Linked DNA regions of Arachis hypogaea: regions 2 and 3 are each linked to region 1. A link is a contact called in public Hi-C data. All regions are on one chromosome and are shown on one strand. Each heading gives the region's core, a stretch centred on a gene start, on an enhancer-like site or on the middle of the called end of the contact. The rest is flanking DNA. Distances are from core to core; before and after follow the strand shown. Region 1 has its middle 16 kb from the start of LOC112766285. Region 2 holds the start of LOC112766110. Region 3 holds the start of LOC112763941.

Region 1 (3,042 bases), core at 274-2,773:
AAGCATGATATAATCACGTGCGGAATGGGTGGGTATTGGAATCATAAGAACGTTAGGCTGTTAGCAAAAGAGAAAGAGATCCAGTGTGGTGGAACGTGTGGGTTTCATAGCCATAGCCTTAGCCTTAGAGTAAGTGTGATGTTTGGTTAAAATCAAATCAAATCACGTTGAAAAATGCAAAAAATGTGATTCAACATCATTGTGGCGTGTAGGGGATGGGTTTCAAATTCTGCAACAAGCACCATTCTTGATGATTGATATTGAGTTCGTGGAAAAAGAACTACTATGATCGTCGAATTTTTATTCTATTTTATTTTTCTTGAGGGTTCCATGGAACACTTGATTCTTGTTTCTTCATATGCAAACTGCAAAAGCAATACACCTCCTCCCCTTATTTTGTTTCTTTCTCTCTTTCTCTTCTTGCTTTTCCCATTTTTGCCTTTTTCCTTTGCCCAAAGTTTGTGTCTTCCTGATTTTAATACGACAAAAATTCACATGCACTTGTCTTTATATAAAGTTGATAGTTAAAAATTATTAAATGATTTAATAGATTTGACTAAATTATCATCTTACAATTTTTGACTATTAACTTTATATAAAACAACTGCACATAAATTTTCATCTTTTAATGCCGTTTTTACCATTCAATGTCTTTTTATTTTCAATCTTGCTGATTTTGTTGCACTTTGGATCCGTTTCAAAAAGAAAAACTAATGTAATCTAAAATATATAATTTATTGTGATTTGAAAGAATAACTTGATTTTATTTTTAAATTCAATTTAAGCTATTATGATTTGGATTGAATTGATTTATTTATTTTTAAAAATTAAAAAAATATTATTAAAAAATAAAAATAATTTTATGTTGGTGAAATAAATATATTTTATTTTATATTTAAAAATATTCATTAAATAATAATAATAATAATAATAATAATAATAATAATAATAATAATAATAATAATAATAATAATACGTGAACAAGATAAAAATATATAACAAATTAAATATATTATCTCGCACTTTGTAGTTTAAATTGAATTAATTCGATTTTAAAAAGTAGATTTGAAATTCGATTTACAGAAACTTATATTATATATTAATGTTAATAACCTTTAAAGATTTATATATCCTATTATTGAAGCTGCAGTTTAGAAGCTCCTAAAACGCTGTCGTTTCAGTGCCGTGTATCTTCCTCGTCCCTTTGACTAACATTATGTGAAGAAAAACCCACGAAAACAAACAAACTTAATTTTTCTCATATTATAAGTTTACTCCAAATAAAAATCCTCAGAAAATCAAATATTCTTTTTCTGATTTATTTTATTTTATTTTATGAAATACTTCCACTGAGGCCAGTGGGTTGAACCTAGTACGTACTTCTATTTAGTGACTGATGCACATAGGAAGGCATTGGATTCACGACTAGTCACATTGATTAATGGCTCAGAACCCCTCTAAAAAAAATGCACATGAACTACTTTTTTTTTTTATTAATTAAAGTTGGTGTATGTTACTATGAGATTGGGGTAGCACTGTGGGACAATCAATTATACTTTGGACCACTGTGGCTTAGTGCTATAGCCACTAACCTAATGATAAAAACAACCAACCCATCAAAACCCTTAGAGAGATATATTGACAAAGATTCAAACACCAATAATCGTTTTATTCATTATCTTAGCATATAGATAAACTCTATATTATAACAATGATTTTGTTCCAAGAACCTTCCTATTCTTTCACTTAGTACATTAATTAAACTCTGTTCTTTGGAATAAAAAATTTCTAACATATGGAATCAAGCTAAGATGATGATTTATCTAGTGGATTTATTTTATACAAAGTAGTAATTAACTAGAAGCATCACTACTATTAAGGCATAAAGTGCACCCTTATTATAATCCAAATCCAAATCTTCTGTGACAAACTTATTGGTGCCACTCGTTGAGGTGTTAAATCTCCTATCCGTGCCTAATAAGATTTTCTGGCACCTAATCTTTGGATATTCAATCACAAGATATGAGATGATAAAACATAAAAAAAAAAAAAAAATACTACTACTTTAAATTAGATTAAGGAGATATCGCTTGATCTATATATGGGTATTATATTAAATTGCATTCAAGTTGCTCTAAACGCACAATTTTAACATTCTAACTTTTTAGAAAAAGAATATAAAAAAAAATAAATAAATATTTACCAAGTGAATTCCATTCCAATGGCCCACAAAGCATGATAGGATATAATATAACAATAACTAATAAAGCCAAAAGAATTCCAAAAAAAAATAATAATAATAATATCTCGGTTAAAAATATAAAATAATTGTGAGTTGTAAGTGAAAAACTGCAATAAATAGTTTATTAGCATCTAATAATGGAGATTAGAAATGGAGGAGGATATAGTGGGAATTAGAGATGAGTGGGGGCGTGGTGGGCATAAGTGGGCTTAGCACTAACCCTTAAACCATGATTTGTGGGCCCAGGATGAATCATTGCCCAGGCAACGTGGGTGGCAAGTCACATCAAGAAAAGGCATCGTGGAGGCCCAAGCCCATCTGCAACTGGGTTTTGGTTACTATTTTATTATTATTTTATGTATATGCGATAAATAAAAACTGAAGGCTTTCTCTTTCAGTTTGTGAGGGAGGTGGCTGGCGGTTTTTTCGGTTAGCTGATTAGAGTGTGTTGGCTTTCTAAAATGGGAAAAATTATTATTTGTGTGTGTGAGAGAATTAATGAGTGAACCTTTTTTCAAGGCCTCAGGTACGGATTGCCCTAACTCCTAAGGGACCAACCTTGCTTCAGTTTTATGTGAATTAAATGCAATTACTACTTTTTATTAAAAATTGTATAGAATACATGGTGAAAATTCAGGTACAGTTAATTTTATATGAAATTGATAATTGAGAACTGTTAGATAAAAATTTAGTCAAATTATTTAAATTATTTAACGACTCTTAACTATCAACTTTATGTGAAGTTAACTGCACCCGAGTTTTCACCAAAAATACATTATCATTGAAATTGGGGTATTTAT
Region 2 (3,042 bases), core at 169-2,668, 120 kb after region 1:
TAAATCCTCTTTTTTAAAAAGAAGGGGTTCCAATAGTCTTATATTTCGGAATTCCCGCTTCTGTGCTTGCAGTCTGCCATAGAGGTGGGAGGGGGAGGAGGTTCAAACTAATCACCATGAAACTAGTACCCGTATGCTTCCTCTTTTGAGGCTGTCCGCTCCGTATATATATATATATAAACTTAACAAATTTAAAGTATCATGATCATAAGGTTATAGATTGATAAAGATTTATCAATATAAGAATAATATAGATTAATTAAAATTTTAAGTATATTAAAATTCAATTAAAGAGATTAAAAATAGAATTATTTCAATTAGTATTTAATTATTTCAATAAAGGTTATATATTTTAATTATTTCATTTAGTATTAGTAGCTTGCTCATAGTGTATTTTAGTACAAAAATATTAAATAGAATTATTAATTTAATTTAAAGAGATAAAAAATTAAATTTGTTATTACTCAAAAATATTTTACTAATATCAAGTAATGTGTTTATTAGTTTTTATTTTATTGTGAAAAATTATCTAGATCATAATACTAATAGTATATCACAGGATTATTATTATTAATGTATTAATTAAATTTTAATGTTTATTATTTATGTATTTAAAAATTATATTTGAGAATGATTTATTTAGTTTGATAATAAATGATATTTTTAAATTTGGATAATTTATTAATTAGTTTGTACTTATTATACCATATATTTAATAATTTATTGGAAAAAGAATATTAATATAATAAATAAAAAAATAATCTAAAAAAATATTGTTTAAAAAATTATAAGAATAAATAAACCCCTAACCAATTTAAATTTTGAGACAATTAGACCCCTGTCTATTTCTGAACCTGACACGTCAGTATTTTCTGTTCAGAACTGACGAAAAAATACTCATAAAAACCGCGTTGTGTAACAGAATCAAAAAATAGAAACCGAAGTGGATCAATTTTATTTTGAGGGGTCACGTTATCATTCTTAAAAATGAACAGAGTCGGGTTAGTACTTCACTCTACTTTTTCCTTTCTACCTTGAGACTTTCTCGATACCAATAATCTTAACATGTGTTTTGTGACTTGGCTTGTGTAATAAAAATGCATGTATCGATCGACGTGATGTACATACACGTGACTAGATAAAATAAATTGAATAATAAACATCTTTAGTAGTAAAATTCTCAACAACTAACCCTTATATATAGTTCTGCGGCTAGGAGCTAGCTCTAGGATGCAATATATATATATATATATATATATATATATATATATATAGTTCTTTGTTCTACTCAACCTCGATCATAAATGCTTGTGTCCGAAGTTGTGCAAGTGTAACAATGCTGCGTTCAATTTAGCTACTTATTATTAGCTTTTAATAATGGATGAAATTTTTTGCCAACTTAGCAAGGTAACTTGATGTAATAATTAAGAATTGAATATGTGCATGGAAAATTAGTTGAATGTGATGCTCTATATATATATATGTATGCAAGCGATGTAAATTGTTATGTCTTCTATTCAATAATATTCATCACAGAACAATGTGTATAGCTCTGTTTCTTTGGCAAGCACATCCACTGTACCCATTTTTTCTTTTGAGCAACAGAGATGAGTACCATAATAGGCAAGTTTAATTAATTTGGTTTCTTCTTTTATGGAATTATATATATTGTTTTACTTATGGATATATGAATATGATGAAGGCCTACGAAGGCAGTGTCATGGTGGGAAGATTGTGATGATATTGTTGGAGGAAGAGACGAGATAGCAATGGGGACATGGTTGGCTTCTTCAAGAGAAGGAAGAGTAGCTTTTCTTACCAATGTTTTGGAACTCCATACCCTCCCTGAAGCCAAAAGTAGAGGAGAGTTACCCCTCCTATTTCTAAAGGTGAGGACTCACTCACAGAACACGCGCACGCATAGATATACTTTGAATTAATTAAAAACTATTTTTTTTAGTCAATGTTAATAAAATTTTATTTTAATTTTAATTTTAAATTATAAATTTTAATTTTTTTTTAAACTTTACATTTTAATTTTAAATCTTTTAGAAAAAATTGAGGGCTAAAAATATAATTTTACAAAGAAGTAAAAAAATTGGCTAGGTTAGTTAAAAGTTGGGTTTCCTATATTTGTTCATAGAATTTATATATGATTTATAGAGATTGAATATTGCAAAGCTATTGTCTCTTTATTTTTTAAATGAAATTTTAATACTTAGACATTCACTAATAATAATATTTTTCAGTTGTGCATGTAGTAATACTCATTTTGTTATTGTTTTGAATTTTAAGCAATGAAGAGTTTGTTGTTTATTGACTCCTAGCATATTATTACTTAATTGTTTAGTTATTTTATTGGTTTATATAGTTTCATTAAATTTATAATTAAATTTTTATATTTTTAAATTAGATTTTTATACTATTTTTAATTTTATAATTAGGTTATTTTTATGTCAAAAATATTAAAATTAATAGAATATTCATTTCAAAAGAAATATAATTAAAGATCTAATTATGTTATTAATTATAGAGACTTTTAATTTATGAAAAATATTCTGTTAATTTTAATATTTTTTATATTGGCAAGAACCTAATTACAAAATTAAAAATAATATACGGGTCTAATTGAAAGAAAAAAATATAAGAACCTAATTATAAATCTAATAAAATTATAAAGACAACTAAAGTAATTAAATTTTTTTAATTATGGAAACTAATCAATCATATCCAAGTTATTATCAATGATTTTTTTTTTTTTTGTCAATGAACAATTTAATTTTTAGCAGAGTGGAAAGCATCCACAAGAATTTGCAGAAAGCCTGAAAAGAGAGGCCCACTATTACAATGGGTTCAACTTGATTGTGGCTGATATTAGCACCAAATCAATGATGTACATCTCAAATAGGCCCAAAGGACAGCCCATAACCATTCAAGAAGTTCCTTCAGGCCTCCATGTTCTCTCAAACGACAAATTAGACTCACCATGGCATAAGGTTAGTTTTATACTAAAGAAAAAGATTAGTGATATATTATAGGAAG
Region 3 (3,042 bases), core at 373-2,872, 77 kb after region 1:
ATAATAAAATATTTATGAATTTACAATTATAAGAATTAAGTTAATTAGTGTAAGGTACTCTTTCTGTACTCTTTTTGTTAGGATTTAGGTATGAGTGACGGAGTGAGCGGGAGGTTCACGAAGAGGGTGACACACAGTGAGGTAACCGATAATGCCGGCGGTAGAACTAGGGGGGAGAGCGTCGGGGGTTTGTATCTGGTGAGAAGGAGGAGGGTACTAGGGTTTCCAAGGAAAAACATGGCTTTCAAAAGTTTTCCCTCCGCGACATGGTGACTGGACAGAAGTCTCTGTCTCCTATGCTTCGGAATGAGGCTTTAGATGGAGAGAGGTTAGCCAAGGTGATCAAAGGGAACCACGGGGATTCGCATCCTCCTCGGGTCATCTTCTCAGAAGAAGGGCTGGCGGCGTTATCTGTACCATATAAGGAAGCGATCGTCGTCAAAGTCTTGGGCAAGCATATGAGTTACACGGCGATGGTGCATAAGTTGAGTATAGTGTGGAGATTGAAGGGTGAGTTTCAAGTTCTGGATGTAGGAAATGGTTATTTTCTGGTGAAGTTTGATGCTTTTGAAGATCGGGAGAGGGTATTACTTGGTGGTCCTTGGATGATATCTGGGTTCTATCTTGCTGTAAAGTCATGGTCACCTGAGTTCTATTCAGAGGAGGAGGTTTTTGGATCCACCATGGTATGGGTACGCTTTTACGGCTTAGGGATTCGTTACTACCATGAGAAGGCTATGTTGAGGATTGCCGCTGCAGTGGGAAAGCCAGTGAAAGTCGATGTAGCAACTAAGATGGCAGCAAGAGGGAAGTATGCGAGGGTTTGTGTGGAGATTGATTTAGGCGTTCCCATTACTCGTAGTGTTGAGGTGGATGGGAGGGTTTTGGATGTTGAATATGAAAGCCTTGAGTTGGTCTGCAATACGTGTGGTTGTTATGGGCATGTTGGTGTGGACTGTAAATTGATTAGTTCAATTTCGGCGAACATTGATGAAATAGGGGTGAATGAAGACAAGGAACAAGATCATGAGAAGATGGATCAGGTACCATTTTCTTCTAATATTGAGAAGCCTTTTGTTTTTGGTAGTGCTACAATTAGGATAGAGAAGAATAAGGATAAGGAAGTGCATGTAATGGAAGGGGCACATGCAGGGGATACAACGTGGACCAAGGTGGAAAGAAAGGCAAAGGGCAAGAAGGTCTTTTTGGGTAGGCATGACCAGGATAAGTCCAAAAAAGTTTATGTGGATAAATCTTCTAATTATGTTGCTAAAGGAGAACCTGCTATGAAAGGCATCAATGGGGTTGAATCATCTTTACACATAAGTAAGGGCAATCAAGTGCTAAAACAAGCGAGGAACTTTAAATTAACTTCGTCAGGTTTTACCTCTGCTCACGGTGTGACGAGTGGCAAGCAAGGACCTAGTTCAGAACGGGCAGGGGCTTATTCGCAAGGTGCGGGGACTTCTAAAATGCCATTCAGAAGCAATTTAAAGAGATTAAGGCTTAATTCTCTTCAGAATTCCCCGGTTGAGAATGGGCACAGTGTGGTTACAATGGAGACCCCACTCACTACCCTCAAATAATCTGAGGTGTGGGTCTCACTCCAAGTAATATTAATATGGATTGTGCAAACATTATAGCTTGGAATGTGAGAGGAGCTAGTAATAAGCTGGCTCGGGTGCATCTGAAACAATTGGTAAAGAATTTTCATCCATACGTTTTTATCATTTTAGAGACTCATTGTACTTTCCAAAAGGTGGCTGTCTTTTGGAACAGATTAGGTTATACTCATATTCATATTGAAGAAGCTCATGGGCATAGTGGAGGTATTTGGGTGCTCTCTGCATGGCCCGGAGTATCTTGCAATGTAGTGGCAGCGAGTTCGCAAGTGGTGTGTGTTGAGTTTTCGAATGGCGGTTTCTCTTGGGTCTGTACAGCAATTTATGCAAGTCCCGTTCATAGCATAAGGGAGGAAGCTTGGAAGGTTTTGACAGATTTTTCCAGAAATTATTCAGGTCCTTTATTAGCTATTGGGGATTTTAATGAGATCCTTCTTTCATCTGAGGTTAAAGGTGGGAACTTTGTCTCTCGAAGGGCAGAGCGGTTTGGAGCTCTCCTAGATGAGTGTGGTTTGATTGATTTGGGAGCTCATGGATCCTTGTACACTTGGTTCAGACATATGCAGGATAATCGGTTCATCTCGAAGAGGCTGGATAGGACTGTGGCTACTGATGCTTGGTGTTTTCGTTTTCCGGAAAGCTATGTACAGAATTTGGCGAGGATGCATTCTAACCACTGTCCCATTATGGTGCGATGTCAAGGTAATGATAGAAGAGTCGGGGTAAAACCTTTTCGTTTTCAAGTAGCTTGGTCTTATCACCCAAGTTTTTCGTTGGTGGTCAGGGGTGCTTGGGACAAGGGTAGACCCAATCCTATTCGTTGCCTTTCTCAGGTCAGAGATGATGCTTTGGCCTTTAACCGAGATGTCTTTGGGAATATTTTTAAAAGAAAGAGAGAATTGGAGAGGCGTGTGACCAGTATCCAACAGAGAATGGAGAGAGTTGATGCTTTATCCCTTATACAAGAAGAAAGAGAGTTACAGGCTGAATATAGTAATCTGCTTATGCAAGAGGAGTGGTTTTGATATCAAAAATCCCGAGAGCACTGGGTCAGATTTGGAGATAGGAATACTAAGTTCTTTCATATGCAAACCATTATACGGAGGAAGCGTAACAAGGTTCAGGGGTTGTTTTTGGAGGATGGAAGATGGAGTACTGATCCGCAAGAACTCGAAGAATGTGCAATTGAATTTTATAGAGATCTTTTTTGTAATGTGGAACAGGTAGAACTTGATGTGATGGGGAATCAGGAATTACCTTCTTTATCTCGTGAAGTTATTGAAAGTCTCACAAGAAATGTTTCTAAAGAAGAGGTTAGGAAGGTGGTTATAGGCATGAACTCTTTTAAGGCCCCAGGTGCCGATGGTTTTCAGGCTTTTTTCTTCAAGGAATATTGGGAAGTGGTTGGTACAGAGGTATG

The links. A called contact is a pair of places that touch in the nucleus more often than the background predicts.
Region 2: a contact with region 1 is called in a Hi-C map of an unstated tissue, with 4 times the contacts expected there. The contact joins the promoter of LOC112766110 here to the enhancer-like site in region 1. A contact is called at or near these places in 2 of 8 Hi-C or Micro-C datasets (leaf and an unstated tissue).
Region 3: a contact with region 1 is called in a Hi-C map of an unstated tissue, with 3 times the contacts expected there. The contact joins the promoter of LOC112763941 here to the enhancer-like site in region 1. A contact is called at or near these places in 2 of 8 Hi-C or Micro-C datasets (leaf and an unstated tissue).

Annotation. Positions count from the first base shown.
Region 1 is chr17:128,707,007-128,710,048 of arahy.Tifrunner.gnm2.J5K5, reverse strand. No RefSeq gene overlaps it. Among protein-coding and RNA genes, the nearest start is that of LOC112766285, 16 kb to the left of the region's middle. Within about 2 kb of position 1,523, at least 3 of the 3 cell types and tissues checked have open chromatin away from gene starts, as enhancers often do.
Region 2 is chr17:128,587,674-128,590,715 of arahy.Tifrunner.gnm2.J5K5, reverse strand. It overlaps LOC112766110, which reads left to right and starts at 1,418. Exons shown (of 5, transcript XM_025811970.2): 1 at 1,418-1,623; 2 at 1,703-1,889; 3 at 2,790-2,996. The coding sequence starts at 1,541.
Region 3 is chr17:128,630,144-128,633,185 of arahy.Tifrunner.gnm2.J5K5, reverse strand. LOC112763941 reads left to right here and starts at 1,622. Exons shown (of 1, transcript XM_025809479.1): 1 at 1,622-2,647. The coding sequence starts at 1,622. The coding sequence ends at 2,647.